Linked DNA regions of Mus musculus: region 2 is linked to region 1. A link is a contact called in public Hi-C data. All regions are on one chromosome and are shown on one strand. Each heading gives the region's core, a stretch centred on a gene start, on an enhancer-like site or on the middle of the called end of the contact. The rest is flanking DNA. Distances are from core to core; before and after follow the strand shown.

Region 1 (3,158 bases), core at 576-3,075:
ACAGCAATTATCTTGCTCCTACCTCCCATGTGTACGCAAGTGCATCTGGCAGGATACTCATTCTGACAGAAGCAAAAGCTGTTCAGTTGTGGTGGGTGCTTGTGTATGCATGGGCTTTCATGTGTAGGTGTGTGTACCTGTGTGCATAAATATGGGAACCTGTGCTATGACACATGTGTGAAGTCAGAGGGCAACCTTGGTGTGTGGGTCCTAATGACACACCTTGTTTGAGGCAAGGTGTATTTCTACTGAGTATCCCTAGCAAGCTGATTTGTGACCATCCAGACATTTCCCTGCGCTCCAGTGGGAGTGCTGAAACTCCAGTTCATCTGTATTTTACATGGGTTTGGAGTAGCTGACTTGGGTTTTTTACACCAGCATAGCAAGCATTTAGATTTACTGAGTCATCTCCATAGCCTAGTGTTCAAATACTTTATGGAGGATAAGAAGTTCTACAACTGTGAGTAAATTATCTCATGATTGGTGTTTGTCTAATTATGTAAAAAAAGATGTCCAAGATGGTAATTCTGGTGGACAGCAGATTTTAGCCTTACAAAACTACAGTGATTTGCTTGGGTACACCACAATAATTTTATAATGATACTAAAATAAATGTGATTCCTTTTTAATTTTTTTCTGCCACAACAAATCATGTCAAATGCTAACAAGATAAAATGTTATTCCTGCCACACACAATGGGACTTGTGATTTTTGTGGAAATCATAGAGTAAAAAGTGTCTTTAAAATGGATATTCATTCTTTAGAATGAAAAAAAAAACACACACACAAAAAAACCAGAAGTGTAACAGCATAGAAGCCCATGCCAAAAAGTTAAAAATAATTACCCAATTACAATTACTCCTAAGTGTATATAGTCCACTGTTGTCACCAAATAAATCACACTGAGAGCTGCTCACACAGCTTCGGAGTCGAGGCCTGCCTATTTGTATTTAAATTGCCTCATATTCAATTTTAATTGCTTTATATGTCTCTTTTCTCTCATTGTTATTTAGCTTATTGATAAAATGTAAGTGCCTCGTTTTTAAAATTTGTCCATAATCTTTTATTATGCATTAAGTAATTTCAGCTACTTACTACCTTCCCCCAGTTACAGTAAACACGTGATCTGATATGTGTGCAAAAGATATGCGTGCACAATACAGTAAAACAAACACGGCAAACAGGGACTATTTCTGGCTTTTTGCACACGCCTTTATGATGAGATGGTCTGTTTATTTTTCACCAATCCTTTTTAACAGATGTAATTGGGTTATTTTAGGAACATGATTAGTTCATCAATAATACTTAACCAACCATAACATCAAGATCAGCCTGGAATGGGAATGGCTATAGAATGTGATGACTCACACCATCTATTCTGCTGGAAGGACTGGCAAGCATCATTTTACCGTTTTATAAGACAGGACACCGGTTTGTGATTACTTCGGATGCAATGCACCCAGTCGCTCTGAGTGCTCCAGACATAGCGTGTGAACTCTACTAGCTGGCATGATCCATTTCTCTGCCCCTCGGCCACTGGCAGATATCCAGTGTGAAGCGCAGTTAGATGGAATCATGAATAGGACAAAACAGAGGAAGAGAGACCATAGGTAGAAAAGAATCAGCTTTCATAGTGGACTGTGCCTTGAAAAAAAAACCTGGAATTCCCATGTATTTGAGGCTTCCTGCAGGAGAGCAGGCAGTATCACCAGATGTTTTACATGCAATATGGCGGCTATACAAGAAAAAGGACTGTTGCCAACAAGACATTTTCCAAATAGTGGGAAGCAGGTATACAATGATCTCAAAGATCCAGAGTTTATACATCCTGAGACAAATTGTATATAGTTTACTCCATGCATACATTCTGTCTGTGAATGGTACGCACACAATTAACTGAAAGGGACCTGCCAGCATTGGCCAAATGGTTTCAAAAGTTGATCAGCCAACAATCATTTTCAAGGAAATAGCCAAAACCCAGAATTGCACTAACTCACATTTACATCATTGGGAAGGACAATATATAACACTTAAACAACCATAAATGTGTTACTTTAGGGAATTAGTCCCTACTTCTGATTCACACTAAAGAGCATGAGCTGGTATCAATTAATAATGTAGGTAAAAGTTGGCATGAAAAGGGGATGAAACATGCTCATATTAATCCCAAAGTTTCCAGCACTGCCCCCTCAAATAAATTTAGTGCAACTTCTTTGTAACTCTGAGTCATCATCTAACTCATTACAATAATATAATCAATATATTATTGAGACAGAAATCTCTTGGTAACATGGCAAGACTAGTAATGCTAGGTTCTAAATTAATGTCAGTGTCTTGCACATGTGTCATAAATGGCTAACCAAGGGACACCGGATCGTCCCTGTGGCTGAGATAATTGTTCTGCTTTCAAATTCCTGAAGATCTATTGTATTAGTTCCCAGGGCAAAGCATCTCTCTCTCTCTTTTCTTCTTTCTCATTCTTCAATCATAATAAGAATTAGAAAACACATTTGACAAACAGATGACTGAAGATAATGGACACTCTGCAGCAATAATAACATCCTGATTACTGGTTTCATGGTGTCACTTGGGGGCATCTTGGAATTTCTTACTAAGATACTTTTACACATATTACGGGCCCTATGACAACTTCCAATGTATGATGCAAAAGAATGGGCTGAGGTCATTTTTAGAATGAAGTACTTCAATTAAGAATCTATGAAAAAGTGAAATACTATATGTTGCCCCATTAATACAGGTAGTCTCTTATCCTGTAGGGTAGCCACTAAAATATGGCATGCATGGTCCTCATAGTTTTGGAAGCTGCAACTCTATAAGTTGTTTTGAAGGAGATTTATTAATTCTACTTTAAATTCTTTACATTGCCATTTTGTTATATTTTCAAATAGTCTTACATTTTATATATTTATTTTATATTTTCTATATTTTAGGTTACATTATAACCATATCTTGATGTAGTTTAGATTCAAAAACACAGCTGGCTAGAAATGCTGATTAGAGAACACGAATGTGTGCAATGGTGAAAGCTCTGAACCGGGGCCAACAGATTGGATCAGCAGGCAGAGGCATTTGCCAGAACATGATAACTATAGTTCAGTCCCCAGGACCCACAGCGTGGAAGAAAAGAACAGATTCCT
Region 2 (3,168 bases), core at 118-2,617, 65 kb after region 1:
TAACATATTAATAAAAACTGAAATGCATAAAGAAGTGAAAGCAAATACAAAAAAAAAAAAAAAAGCACAGTGACAGATTAAAATAAACAGACATAGACATGTTTAAAAAGAATTGGACATCATGAGCATCTGGTTCCCAAGCAGCCTCCAATGGTTTTTATCATGCTATTTAATTTGTCTTCCCTATTTAAATGCAAAGGAAGTAAATTCCAAAACTGACATACCATAAACACTGGTGCTACTGATCATTTCTTGCTGGTAGCACAAAAAGCTGAATTGGATTTCTCACAAGCAGGAATTCCAAAGGTTGCTTTTCATTAAAGCCACTTTTCCTCTCAGCTATCAAATGTCACTGCCTTGAAACGTGGGCCCTTTCGTCAGGTATTCATTTAACCTACATGCATATAATTAAGGGGGAAAGCAACATCAACAAAAAGGGGATCTCAGATCACAGGAGAAGAAAGAAAGGAAAAAAAGCACATGACCGGGAATACAAGTCCATGTCAATTTCACTCACTCCCATTGAAACTAACAAGAGCTCCGGGGAGGACGGTAATAGGATCAGTGGATTGTATATACCATTAAATTATACATCTTTCTCTCCCGTTCCTTGCCAACAATACGCCCACCACGCTGTACCCCCTCCCGCATGATGTGCTTACAGTTTTCTGCAACCGATCCTCTGACATTTTTCTCGATCCCCCAGCCACGAGATTGTAATTTAACCTCAACTTTTTGTGTGTGTGCAAGATTCTTATTTACACTTCTTATTTACTTAGAAGTTAGTTCCCGAAGAAAGTCTAGCCCCACCCTATGGCTCCGCTTTCTTATTTTATTTTTTTTATTTTTTGAGGTAAAAAGATAGTAGTGAGTAAGCCCAATATCGCGAAAAGCGAGATTCTTGCAGTCACGAACTCTTAATCCCATACTATTGTTATAACGATTAAGCTGCAGAAATATGCATCATAATGTTTCAGGGCTACTTTGTACAGAGAAATTAGACAGCAGGTTGGCGTACAAAATAGAAACGAATGCAAATTAAATTTACTGTTTACGGCACAACTCTGAGACCTCTTCTCACTACAGGTCTTGGATCTATCTATATTCTTTAAAAATAAAACAAAAACAAAAAATTTAAACAGATGGTAAAAAACTACGAAGCTCTCCTTACCTGGACGCGCAGAGCGAGCTCCCGATAGGTTAGCGTAGCATCGATCCGATGTGTTTGCTGATGAATGGAAGCTAGGGTTAAGTGAAGGTGCCTATGATTTGAAATCATTCCAAGTTTTTGAAGGGAAGACGGACTGCAGCCTCTGCCATGTTGGAATTTCAAACCCAAAACAGCTGCTTGGAAGGAGCCAGCATGCCAGAGGCTGAGCGCAGGCGCAGAGCGCCGCCGAGCCAAATTCAAATCACTTTCACACTAAGAGCCAAAGATCAGTTTTCAAAGGAGAGAGGGAGAAAGAGACGCAGGCGGCCGCGCGGCCGGGCGTCGGGAGGCAGTGGCGAGAGGCGGGCGTTGGAGCGCGGCGGGCCGGGAGCCCCGGGAGGGAGCGGCGGCGCGGGCCGGGACTGCAGGGGGAGCGGAGGCGGGAGGCGGCGAGCGGCGCCCGGCCGCGGGCGGACAGGGAGGGCGCAATGGCCGGCCGCCGGGTCATGTTACACGGCCCGGGCCTCGGCGGCCGCCCAGCCTCACAGCTGCGCTCCCGCGGCCCGGAGGGGGCCCCGAGGTCATGCCGGCGCGCGGGGACGCGGAGCCCGGCCCAGCCCGCGCGCGGGGAGCGACGCCCCCGGGGGAAGCGAGCCCCGCTGTCCACGCGCGATCGCGCGTCCCTGAGGGCCCCTCCCCGGTCCTCCGGTCACCACCGTAGCCTGGCCAGCCCTCCCTGCTGCTGCGCGCACGGGACGGGGACCGGGACGTGGAGCCGGGACGTCCCCTATCCCCGAGGCTCCCCGCACCAGTCCGAAAATGACTTTATCTGCTAGGGAGAGGCAAGTTGGGGAGGCAGATCAGCTTGAACCCACTTCACCGCCTCCACCTCCCCGGGAATAAATAAAAACCCTAAGTATCTAGGTGTGCGGTCCCCTCTCAAGCTCCCCCGGCTCCCCTCCCTACCTCCCCCAGGCGGCTCGGGCAGGGGAGAGCAGCGCCCGGGGGCCCACGGTGAGGGCTGTTGGTGCGCAGGCAGAGACCTGGGGCTTCAGCTTTCCCAGCCCCCCGCTATGGAGCAATCTGGGGACCCAGGAGAAGGAAGAGAGTCGGGGCTTTGTGGTGCTGGGAGCTGAGGAAGAATGAAATGTGCAGTTGAGTGTGTGGCTCGCATCCCAGGGAGCAGTGCCGTGCTGATTGTCTGTGGCTGAGATAGCCTTTTGTTCGCAACATAAGGTTTAAGAAACACACACACGTTTTCTGGGGTCTCTTGTTAGATGTAAATGTGCTGCATCCAGACGCTTACTATGCAGTGTAAGCTCAGTTGGTTTACTAATCACCCCGCCCCACCCCCAAACAATCAGGATCATTTGAATGGGAACCTCATTCAGACTTCTGGGCTGAGAGGATTGCCTTCAACCTATTTCATCCTAGACTAGCCAACCATCCAACTGAGATAATAAAGCAAACAATAACATTTGATCATGATGTCTACGAGATAATGTGCCCGGCAAAGTTCTTAAGGAATTGTAATGAGAGAAAGAGAGAGTTGGGCAATAATTTCTCTTCATTTTCATTAAATATGACTTTAATAGATAAATGGTGAGTTTATACTTTGGCCTGCTGGATGTCCAGTCCTCTATATTTCAACTAAGCTGAGAATGCAAGAGGCAAATTATGTATTCGACCAGGAGGCCATCTAGCTGAAAATGTTACTTTGAAGGTTGGAGCAGAAAATACACTTGTTTAGGAAGAATGTCCTTCCTCACTGTCCGCATGTCTGTCCGTATGTCTGCTAGCTTCTAGGCTGGAGCTTTAATAGACAAAACTCCAGCTCTCATAAAAGGCCAAACATATACTTAGAAATTCATTTCTTTCTTCATTTGAGATTTTCTTGCATCTCAATAGATGCACTTATCACAATAAATTAAATGGTTAAATCTGGGCAGATGACAATTAAAAAGAAAAGAGAACTGGATATCAAAAATAATGTTTGTTAAGAATTAGATTTCTATTTA

Evidence for each region. Hi-C and Micro-C count contacts between places; a contact is called where the count stands out from the background.
Region 2: a contact with region 1 is called in a Hi-C map of the N1E-115 cell line, with 2.0 times the contacts expected there. The contact joins the promoter of Fign here to the enhancer-like site in region 1. A contact is called at or near these places in 1 of 39 promoter capture datasets (liver), 5 of 484 Hi-C or Micro-C datasets (the N1E-115 cell line, brown adipocytes, liver and 1 more), 3 of 115 datasets of contacts at active chromatin or transcription factors (embryonic stem cells, heart atrium and neural progenitor cells) and 2 of 9 other capture datasets (adipose tissue and liver).

What each region holds. Positions count from the first base shown.
Region 1 is chr2:64,031,011-64,034,168 of GRCm38.p6, forward strand. The region is part of intron 2 of Fign (fidgetin); the gene reads right to left. Among named protein-coding and RNA genes, the nearest start is that of Fign, 65 kb to the right of the region's middle. Within about 2 kb of position 1,826, at least 2 of the 459 cell types and tissues checked have an H3K27ac peak or open chromatin away from gene starts, as enhancers often do. A contact at or near this core is called in the N1E-115 cell line, where this site is marked.
Region 2 is chr2:64,096,671-64,099,838 of GRCm38.p6, forward strand. It overlaps Fign (fidgetin), which reads right to left and starts at 1,368. Exons shown (of 4, transcript NM_001267846.1): 1 at 1,172-1,368; 2 at 225-394.